Regions from separate parts of the Sus scrofa genome. Here regions 1 and 2 are each linked to region 3. Evidence: chromatin contacts called from public HiChIP or PLAC-seq data. All regions are on one chromosome and are shown on one strand. The core of a region is the stretch at or near the end of the contact, and the rest is flanking DNA. Distances in the headings are between cores, read along the strand shown.

What was found. HiChIP or PLAC-seq counts read pairs in DNA pulled down with a chosen protein or histone mark.
Region 1: an H3K27ac HiChIP or PLAC-seq map of alveolar macrophages shows a contact between it and region 3. The contact joins the promoter of IFT46 here to the promoter of DDX6 in region 3. A contact is called at or near these places in 1 of 47 Hi-C or Micro-C datasets (brain) and 2 of 2 datasets of contacts at active chromatin or transcription factors (alveolar macrophages and skeletal muscle).
Region 2: a contact with region 3 is called in an H3K27ac HiChIP or PLAC-seq map of alveolar macrophages. The contact joins the promoter of HYOU1 here to the promoter of DDX6 in region 3. A contact is called at or near these places in 2 of 2 datasets of contacts at active chromatin or transcription factors (alveolar macrophages and skeletal muscle).

What each region holds. Positions count from the first base shown.
Region 1 is chr9:45,859,915-45,863,355 of Sscrofa11.1, reverse strand. It overlaps IFT46 (intraflagellar transport protein 46 homolog), which reads left to right and starts at 1,438. Exons shown (of 12, transcript XM_003357317.4): 1 at 1,438-1,662; 2 at 2,317-2,413.
Region 2 is chr9:46,274,994-46,278,915 of Sscrofa11.1, reverse strand. HYOU1 (hypoxia up-regulated protein 1) reads left to right here and starts at 1,860. Exons shown (of 25, transcript XM_021062954.1): 1 at 1,860-1,969; 2 at 2,929-3,026; 3 at 3,232-3,325; 4 at 3,507-3,585; 5 at 3,738-3,892. The coding sequence starts at 2,936.
Region 3 is chr9:46,061,147-46,064,673 of Sscrofa11.1, reverse strand. DDX6 (probable ATP-dependent RNA helicase DDX6) reads left to right here and starts at 1,417. Exons shown (of 13, transcript XM_021062947.1): 1 at 1,417-1,530. LOC106504894 (proline-rich receptor-like protein kinase PERK2) reads right to left here. Exons shown (of 2, transcript XM_013979478.1): 2 at 1,287-2,084. The coding sequence ends at 1,287.

The DNA of each region.
Region 1 (3,441 bases), core at 189-2,688, 200 kb after region 3:
CTTGGATCTGGCATTGCTGGTGGCTGTGGCAGCAACTGCAGCTCTGATTTGACCCCTAGCCTGGGAACTTACATATGCCACGGGTGCAACCATAAAAAGACAAAAACAAAACGATAGATGGCCAATAAGCACATAAAAATATGCTCAATATCTTTAGTCCTTAGGGAATTGCAAATCAAAGCTTGCTAGGATGGCTATAATAATAAGAGTTGGTGAGAATGTGGAGAAATTAGAACTCTCATACACTGCTGGCGGGAACCTGAAGTAGTTTAATTGTTTGGGGAAAGCTTGGCAGCTCCTCAAAAAGCTAAGCATGGGGTTACCATGTGACCCAGCAATTCACTCCTATGTATGCGCCCAAGAGAGTTAAAACCACACACCCATACACAACCTTGAACACTAATGTTCATAGAAACATTGTTCATAATAGCCAAAAAGTGGAAACGATCCAAGTGTCCCTCAGTACTCGAATGAATAACAAAATGTGGTATATTTAGAGTTCCCACCGGCAAAGCGGAAACGAATCCGACTAGGAACAATGAGGTTTCGGGTTCAATCCCTGGCCTCACTCAGTGGGTTAAGGATCCGGGGTTGCCATGAGCTATGGTGTGGGTTGTAGACGCGGCTGGGATCTGGCATTGCTGTGGCTCTGGCATAGGCCGGCAGCTACAGCTCCGATTAGACCCCTAGCCTGGGAACCTCCATATGCCGTGGAGGAAGCTCTAAAAAGACAAAAAAAAAAAAAAAAAAAAAAGGTAGTATATCTAAACAATGGAATATTAGTCACAAAAAGGAATTAAATTCTGATACATGATACAACATGGATGAACCTTGAAAATACTATGTTAAGTGAAAGATGCCACTCACAAAAGACCGTATCTTCTATGACTCCATTTATGTAAAATATCCAGAACAGATAAATCCATACAGAGAAAGAATGGCCGGCAGCTACAGCTCTGATTTGACCCCCAGCTTGGGATTTTCCATAGGTCGCAGGTGCAGCCCTAAAAAAAATTAAAATTAAAAAATTAAAAAAGCGGGAGAATGTGTTAAATTTGAATCACAGGTAAATAATAATTTGTTAATACTATAAATATGTCCCATGCTATGGACACAGTGGAGGGGAAAGACTATAATGTAATAAAAATGCTATAAAAGTAGTACAGAATGTCAGGAATTGAGGCAACCCCTGAGTTTGCCTAAAGGCTGAGTGGTCTGACTTAATAGGAACTCATACCTACTGATCCTTTCCCTGGGTAAAAAATGCAGACCGTGTTTCGGGATCTAGAGCTTAACTCTCTACCAACCGGAATTCATCTGATTTGCTGCCTGCAGCCGCTAGATGCCACCACAGACACATCTGTTGAAATCTAAACAATCACGATGTGAGCTCCTCTTTTTCTGCTTGGCTCCTTAGCTGGGGAGAAACATAATGCGCGAGTTGAGCTCTCACGAGAGTTAAAGGAAGTCTCGCGATTTTTCTGTTTCTTTCTTCGCTCTTTTTATTTATTTATTTATTGTTTGTTTGCTTAGCTACTGACAACACGCCAGTTGCTCCCCTTCTTTCCAAGTAAAAGTGGCCTGGCCTGAGATTAGGGTGAGACCCCAGCCCTAGGCTGGGGTTCCTTCCAGATAGAAGAGACGGATTCGGAGGGGCTACAGGTAATTCGTACTCACCCTAACAGAGAACGCTTCCTCTCTCCCAAGAGGAATAGAAAGGACTCCTTTTCTGTCCTCGCAACCCCTCTCCACTTCTTTCCGTTTTCTTACCCACTATACTTTCTCCCTTCCCTTCACGCCATCACCGACCATTCTGCTTGCCTTACTCCCCACGAAACGTAAGGGGCATCCGAACTACAAGACGAGACCAAGGGGGGTGGGGTGGTCATGGTATAGATGAGGGTGATGCTTTTGGACCAAGAGACTAGAGTTTAACCTCTCTTAGAGGAACAGCCCCCGCCCTGGTGACTCTAGAAACAGAATTGTTTCTAGAACCTCTACAGCTAAGAAATCCCAGCAGCCTTGGGAAACTGACCGAACCTGAGGCTCACTTGAGCCGTTCTCTACAAAAGAGCTTTGGGGAAGGTGATGCAGAAGTTGGCTGTTGTTTCGCTCCAGGATTTCTTCGTTCTCCGGTCAGCCTGCCAGCAGTTCCTAAATAAGGGCTGCAGCAGAATGACTTAACTGCTTGAACTGGGGTGAGGGTTTCATGTAAAACTGGTGTCTCGGAACCATTGCTGGTTTGGAGTCCAGCTCCCCACAGAGTGCTTACTGTCCCGTGATAGGAGCTGTGTAATCATGTTTCCTTTTACTTAGACCAAGATTATAGAAAACCAGACATATGATGAGCGTCTAGAGATTAACGACTCGGAAGAGGTTGCAAGTATTTATACTCCTCCCTCAAGACACAAAGGTAAGAAATAAATGAAGAGAAAAGAAGACAGACGGTTCTCAGAGCAAAGAGCAGGATGGACTCATGATTGTTTCCAATAATTTTTTAGTTTATAATAGCAAATGTTGACTTTCAGAGTCAAGTTATTTGTTGTCGCTTCTGTTTTCTAACTACTTAAGGAGGGAGAAAACACCGCCACCCACATTGCAGGATCTTCCTTCAATCTGACCAGTTTCCCATCATCATTTATTTCGTGATACTCTTTACCCATAATCTGCCAGGGGTTCATGTTTGTTTATTTAATTTATCAAAAGTCTTGGAGTTCCCGTCGTGGCGCAGTGGTTAACGAATCCGACTAGGAACCATGAGGTTGCGGGTTCGGTCCCTGCCCTTGCTCAGTGGGTTAACGATCCGGCATTGCCGTGAGCTGTGGTGTAGGTTGCAGACGCAGCTTGGATCCAGCGTTGCTATGGCTCTGGTGTAGGCCGGTGGCCACAGCTCCGATTCGACCCCTAGCCTGGGAACCTCCATATGCTGCGGGAGCGGCCTAAAGAAATAGCAAAAAGACAAAAAAAAAAAAAAAAAAAGTCTTTTGCTCAGTTTTGAAGATGCTTCAGTAACCTGCGCTTAACCTGCAATGCCAATTAAAATCTCAACGGAATATTTTTAGAGGACTTCACACCATCATTTATTCAACAAACATTTTTTGAATGCCTGCTGTCAGCCTTATGCTTCGCACTAGGTATGCTGTATTAAAAGAGACATTAACCCTGTCATCCTGATGCTTGTGATTACGGGAGACAGACGCCAAATAAATAAAGAGACAAAATTACAGATGCATTAAGTGCATGATGGAAGCAAAGAGTTTGATGTTATGGAGAATATTGGTGAGGAATGGGCTCCACTTTTGATAGAAGGATCAAGGAAGACCCAAGGAGGTGATAGTTGAAGCTGAAAGATGAGAAGGGTCTCGACATTGAGGAAAAGTAAGCCAGGAAGAGGGAGCAGCAAGTGAAAATTGAAAAGGCACTGAGGCCAGAAAGAACTTC
Region 2 (3,922 bases), core at 611-3,110, 210 kb before region 3:
GATACTTCCAGAGAAGAGAGTGATGTAGCAAATGGTATCAAAGGGATTTTGCTTTATCTAGAATATTGGAACTTCTATCAAGATTATATTGATAATCTTGGCCTCGCTGGCCTTGCTCAGTGGGTTAAGGATCCAGTGTTGCCATGAGCTGCAGTGTAGGTCACAGATGCAGCTTGGATCAGGCATAGCTGTGGCTTTGGCTGGCAACTGTGGCTCTGATTCAACCCCTAGCATGGGAATTTCCATGTGTCGCAGGTGCGCCCCCCCAAAAAAAGTTAAACTTTTAAGTGAATTTCTCTTTATTTCTACCAATTTCTCTTCTACCTGAGGACTAAACTATTCTTTTTTTTTTTTCTTTTTTTTCTTTTTTAAGGCTGTTCCCTCAGCATACGGAGGATCCCAGGCTAGGGGTCTATTCAGAGCTACAGCTGCCGGCCAACGCCACAGCCACATCAACTCCAGATCCAGGCCTCATCTGCCACCCACACCACAGCTCACGGCAACACCAGATCCTTAACCCACTGAGCAAGGCCAGGGATCGAACCCACAACCTCATGGTTCCTAGTCAGATTTACTTCCACTGGTCCACTATGGGAACTCCCCTGAACTATTCTTAAAGGGAAGAAAAATAGACCTCTCCCTGGTACTGAAAGATTTATCTTCTAAGCGTAGAATCCTCTGGAGTTTCCTTGCAGAGCAGTGTTAAGGATCCAACATTGTTACTGTAGCAGCTCAGGTTAGTGCTGGGGCTTGAGTTCAATCCCTGGCCAGGGAACTTCACACGCTGCCAGAGTGGCCAAATAAGAAGAAGAAGAGACACAGAAATTTAATTCTCTCTCCCTAATCAACAAGAAAAATGTAGGGAAAGGAACAGATAAGGGTTTCTTAACCTAACCCTAGCTGTCACTGCCAGGGCCTTCATGAGAACCTTTTATGAAAGGAGGCCAGACATCAATTTTGTGAGAGGAGAGAAGCAAACGATATTCACATTAAAGAAAAGTATGCTCATCTCAATAAAACTGGGAAAAGAAAATAAAGTGCGCTCTTCAAGGACCAAATACATTTCTATGGGTCGGTAAAGGACAGAGAGGAGTGAGGAGCGTTGATAATTGCCGAGGTGCTTTGATTCGAAGGAGAAAAAAAGGGATGTGCACAAGTTTAATTGAAGAAAAACAGGAGGTGGTGTATCTGTGCTTAACCAATTACAAGTAAAATTATTTTGTGTATAGCGTTTTGCAGTTTGGAATATTCTTTCTCATACAAATTAGAAAAGAGTTTAGGCCAAATTCGGCCACTAAGACAAGCATTATCTCCGACCCATCAGCGAGCATCTGTTTTGGTGGTTTTACTTTCCTCAAAAAAACGAAAAGAAAATCAACTATGATGGAAAAATAAAAACCACATTTTAAAAAAATAAACGAAGGGAGGTCGGGGTGGTCTACGCCCGAAGCGCAGCGGTTCTCTGATTTCCAGCCAAAGCCTAGGGCAGTTCAATACCGACCAGCTAGAGAGCGCCTCTTCCGCTTGGCTGCGGAGGGGATGCGGGTCACTCCCGCTCCTCCGCCGGGGTTCCCAGGTAACCGACCGGAAGAGAGGGCCAAGTGCGGGCCCATCTTTGCGCCCACTTGCTCCAGGTACCGGTTACCCGCGACCCGGGCAGTCAGACGTCCAGCGAGGCAGCCGGAAAGGTCCCGCGATCGCACCAGGACCGACGCTGAGCCGTATGACGTGGGCCAATCGGAAGCCGGCGTCGGCGGTTTTCTTCCAACTGGTTGACTGGCCCCTTCGCTGCCTCCCCGGCAGGGGCTGGAGACGGAGGAGGGGGCGGGCCTAGGACGTGGCCCAATGGGAGCGCGCGCCGGGGCGGCAGGGGGAAGGACAGGGCGTGCTGCGCAGGGCCGGGCGGCGGAGGCTCCAATGAGCGCACGCCGCGTCCCGGGCCGGCTGGTGCGCGAGACGCCGCCGAGAGGTGGGTGGCTAATGTAACAGTTTGCAAACCGAGGGGAGTTGTGAAGGGCGCGGGCTTGAGGGGTGCTCTGCCAGCCTCGTGGGTCCGTCCGCCAGTGCGTCTGTCCCAGAGCTGGGGCCATAGGAGCGGAGGCAGAAGGTAGAGGGGGTGGGGATGGCGATGGGGACCGACCACCCCTTCTAGGGGAGGTAACGTGCTAGCTCCGGGGGCGGGTCGGTAGCGGGAGTGAGGGCCGCGCGGACGCCGGTGAGCTTGGCCCCGCAGCTCGGTCCTCGGGCCGCCCACACACCTTAGGGGTGGGCTAGGGACGGTTTCCGGGAGTGAGAGCCACCGCCTTCGGCAGGTGAACTCGGGGGACTCGGTACCCGTCCGTCCCGGACTCTTACCGTTCCAGACTCAGCGTCTGTGTAGGCAGCTGGGCCCGGGATGGGATGAAGAAGGGGGACAGGCCGGACAACCCGAAGGGATGCTGATGAGACAGGCCCTTCTTCCATCTCCTCCTCCCCCAACGTCACCATCTCTCAGTTCCTGTCCAGGCCCGACCTGGCTTTCCCCGCCAGCGGAGGGCCCCCAGGTGTGGGAAGGTAGTTGAGCCCTGGGCCGGGATCTCTGGCCGCCCCCCAGGTGTCTGACATCAGGGACAGTGCTAGAATGCGCTGGTTGCCGTGGGCGGAAGGCCCTGGTTTTCTTCCTCCTGCTCTGTTACCTTCCCTGTTTAGGGATGTAGTGGCTTTAGCTCAGGACTCATGTCATTTCACCTGGGCCTTTGTGTGGGTACTTCTGAGGACGATGAGAGTGCTTGTTTCTCACTAGGAAGGAGGGGAAGGGATGTAGACTGCCCTGCCCTGGGTGAGGATGGAGGAGGTAGGAATTTTAAAGCTTCTCTGTTCTGGATGAGGTTCTGCCTCCTTACTCAGGGCATCCAGTTAGTTACAGGTGTTGTTTTTCTCCTCCCCCAGGGACGCAATGGCAGCCATGGTCAGGAGGCAGAGGCCGAGGAGGCTAGCCTGTTGGGCCTTGATGGCTGTGCTCTTGGCAGACCTGCTGGCGCTGAGTGGTGTGTACCCCAACAGAGGCATCCAAAGAGACATAAATGAGTGAAGGATGAGTGATGTGTGGTGGGAAGCCTCTGCAGTCTTGAGCTGCTGGACCCACACCTTTGTCTTTCTCTGTCCTACCTTCTCCATGGAAGGTGCTTTAATGAGCAGGCCCTCAGGAAGATGGGGAAAGGGGGCTAATTGACAAATCTGTTTCCCCTTCAGACACACTGGCAGTGATGTCCGTGGACCTGGGCAGCGAGTCCATGAAGGTGGCCATTGTCAAACCTGGAGTGCCTATGGAGATTGTCTTGAACAAGTGAGGGCAGCCCCAGTGTTGGGTGGGGAAAGAGGGAGTCTGGACCCCAAGCTGCCATGTATTCTTTCTGGTGCCCTCAACAGGCCTTGGTGTCTGCATGATTGATTGTATGTGGGGTATGGAGGCTCTTGAGAACACACCTTGCCGTTGGGCATCTGATCTCAGTGTCTCTTTTCCTCAGGGAATCCCGGAGGAAAACCCCAGTGACTGTGACCCTGAAAGAGAATGAAAGATTCTTTGGAGACAGTGCAGCAAGCATGGTGAGCTAGCAGCCCACCCCCTTGCCAGAAGCAAGGGCCAGAGGAGAGGGGATGACTGACCCCGGAGCCTGTTCCCTGATCGGTCTCTGGGGTATGAGATCAGTGATGTTAGGCTTGGGAGCCTAATGCTCTGCTTCTCCTTTACCTCTTAGGCCATCAAGAATCCAAAGGCTACACTGCGTTACTTCCAGCATCTCCTGGGGAAGCAGGAGAATAACCCCCATGTGGCTCTTTACAGAGCCCGTTTCCCAGAGCACGAGCTAGGCTTCGACCCACAGAGGCAGACTGTGTACTTCCAAATCAGCCCGTGAGTGTCCTGCTGGGGAAGGTGGGCTCT
Region 3 (3,527 bases), core at 168-2,667:
TAAAAAAAAAAAAAAAAAAAAAAAAAAAAATTAAATTAAAAAAAAAGGGCAGGGGGCGGCGGTAAAGCTTCAGGGTATGCTCTGATTGGAGGTTGTTAACACGGGGTAGCTGGAGGCGGGCTAACTAGAAACTGGGCATCTTAAGTGATTGGTTTGAGGGAATATATTTGGCTTTCTCTGATTGGTCCCGAGTTGGGAGCAGGGGCAAAAATTCGGGAAGCTGGCAGTCAACGACGAAGTTTTTTGCCCCTTCCGTCACTGCAGAGGCTGTGGTTTCGCCTCTCGTGCTACTGGAAGCAGAAGTTGAGGGTCGTCAACACATGGTTTGGTCATTGCCCTGTATATTGTCTCTCAGCTGGGTGAGACCCAGGTTTATATTTTCCCTGGACCTAACTTAAACGTTCTAGCTTCCAGTTCTTGTTTTACCTGGAACAAGAGTCCATTCCTGTTATTTTTGTTAAGGATAAACGGAGACATTCAGATGTGAAAAATATTTATGGGTATAAATACATAATTATCTTTCTGATGAGGGTCAATCTGGAAAGGGAGTCGCCTTCGGTCTTCTGGTTCCCCATTTATGTGCAGAGCTCTTATTCCTATAATAACTGACTCAGTGTTTCTTTCCTTTGGGAGAGGCTAGGCCTCCCTGGTTCCCTCTCTGAGAATTGCTCTTTGGAGCAGAGCGAGGAGGATCGCTGCCCCAGTGTCCCATTCTCTTTCCTGAGGCTCGCTCTCCGGGTTCCGGCCGTGGTCGCACCTTGGCTACTCAGCATCCCAACACCCCCGCGCCAGATCCGCCTCTACAGTCTCCCCCACCCCCCGCTTGCCCTGACACAGCGCCCCCTGTCCCCAGCCCCGCGCGCTCCCCGGGGTTCTCCCCGCTGCACCGGTCCCGGCTGGCCCCCCTTCCGGTGCCCAAACCCCGGCGCGCGCTGGCGCCTCCAGACTACTGGTTCCGCGTGTTCCTGGATGGAGGCCGGAGGGGCTCGGACGCGACCCCTCGGTCCTGCAGCAGCCTCCTTCGCCCGCGGGAGATGTCAGGTCAGCTCTCCCGTCCCCGAGCCGCTACCCGGTCTTTGGTCAGGAAAAAGCAGATCCTCCTCAGGTCCCACGCTCCCGATTTCCACTCTAGGGGGACCCTTCCCAGCGACCATTCCCCTATCATTTCTCCTCAGCTGTAGAAAGAGCAGCCCTCCTTTCCCTTCAGAAAGGGAGCCGTATTTCCCTTCCGACTTCCCCTCCACCGGGGCCCCGTGAGTCCCGGATCCGTAGGAAAGCACAGGCCTTCATTTTCTCCTCGGGTAGGTTCCCTGGCCAGGATTTGTCCTGTCGCGAAGCAGGACAGACTGAGACGCCGCGGCCGACACAGCTGCGGCGGCGGCCGGAGTCTCGCCATCTTGCGCGGAGGAGGAGCCGCAGCGGCCGCCATGCGGAGAACGCAGGGAGGAGGGGGGCAGGGAGCGGGGGAGCCGAGTTAGCTCAGTCCGGGCGGCGGCTTCGACGGCGCCTTGAGCGCGGGCAGCGGCGGAGGTAGGGCTGGACGGCCCCGGGAGCGGGCAGGCGCTGGCTGGTCGGCAGTGCAGCCCTGGCAGCTGAGCGGGGGCGGGGCGGGAGGAGGCCGAAGCGAGGGGCCGGGTGGGGGCGGGCGGAGGTTTCCGAGGAGGAAGGAGCGGCCGCCATTTTGGGAGCTTCGAGTCAACAATAAAGGACCGGGGGTGCCGAGCGGGAGTGGCCTCGGTGGTAGGACTCGGGCTCGAGCCGCGGGAAGTGGGGTGAGGCGGGGGGGTGGAGGTCGGCGTTGACGCCGAGGCTGCGGGTAGCCCCCCGGCAGCTCTGAAAGGGGGTCTGAGGTGGAGGCCTGAGGCCTGGCCGGGCCCTGGGGAGGAAGGCGGGTGGCGGGCGGCAGCTGTGTGGGGTGGGGGCGCCCGGGAGGAGTAGGATGGAGCAATGTGGTGCGCGACAGGGTCTGGAGAAGGAGCGGGCGAAGTTCGCAGAGGAGTTTTGTAGAAGATGAGGGAAGGTGGGACCGTAGGAGGCAGCAAGGACTTAGGGAGATGGTGGAGGTTACTGGGTAAAAGGCGGCCCTATAGGGGGCGGCAGGGATATGCGGTGTCGGGAGAGCTTGGTTTGGAAGAGGACCGGCTGTTTGATCTGAGTAAGGCCGTGTAGGTCAATAACAAGGCGGTGATCTTGGAGCCCCGGATTCTTGGAGAAAAGAACAGGCCTTCTGACTTAAGGGTTTCTCTTTGGGGCCTTTTTGGGGGAGTCCCTATTGTTCCCTACCCGCGGAGCTGGTTCCCTGCTCTTGTTGCGCAGATACGATTGCAGGGCTCCAGCCCTTTTGTGTTTATGGGTCCAGAGAGCTGACTTGAAGTGTGTGGGTTTTTTTGGGTGGGGGTGAGAAGATAGAAGCAAGAAATGATTTCCCTACAATTAGGGAGCTCGAATCATTGGCTTGTTTCTTTCCCTTATCGCCCAGTCCCCTTTCTCTTCGACAGTCCCCTCATCCCTTCAAAATAGAACAGTCACTCTAACTTGCACACCAAGCTTAGAGAAACTGCGCTGCATTTGCAAACAAAAGGTCTTTTTGGAGATGACGGTACAGTTTGGCGTGTGAAACTGTCAGTTGCTAACTACGATCTGGAAAGTGCTGTAATTAACTCCGCTAGGGGCTCCTCCCAACTAGTCTGTGTGTCGTTCGTATTTTTGAAAATGTAGAAATATAACTTGCAAATCTAAATTGAGAAAGGGTAGGAGGAATATTTCCTTTCCTGAGACATAAAGCTGCAGTGCAGGCTTTAGCTTAATTAAGAGGGGAGCAGTTATCACATAGTCACATTTTGGATATAGGAAGATAGAAGGTCTTGTGTGTATAATGGACAGTGATGATATCATTTAATCTTTAGAGGTTGCCTTCTTCATCCTCTTAGTGCTTTGCAAACCAGTCTTCTGGTGTGAAGTAGCTGGTATTGCTGATCATAATATAAACCTGTCAATACTGGAAACCACTTACTACCTTGAACTGAAATTAGGTGGCTGTTAACCACCCTCTGCTTAAGAGGACTTTCAGCTTCTTGGGAGACGTGGAAATAGACAGCTTTGTGTATGTGATGATCAAGATTTGCTTTTGAGCAGCTTGATTTTTATTTAAAAAAAAAACCTCAAAGAGTATTTTAAAAGATTTTATAGTTTGAGAAATCTCGGTATATGGCAAGAAAACATTAACTAGTAAGCTAGTGTATTTTTGGTAAAACATTTAAAGCAGTTGACAAACCAAACAGGCCTTTATTTTCTGGCTTTTTCTGCCTGGCTTTTAAATTAAGTTTTTATTTACAAATAATTTGATTGGGGAATAGTTTTTTAAAATTTAACTATTAATTGGTACTCTGGGTTTCCTGGAGAGTTTGATCAAAGTTACTAGTGTTTTTAGCCTCTCACAGATTTTTTTTTTAATAGAAGTAAATTCCTTTTTGTGTTTTTGTAATTTAAAAGCAGTGCTATTTCAAGTTGGGATATGCCTTTTGAAA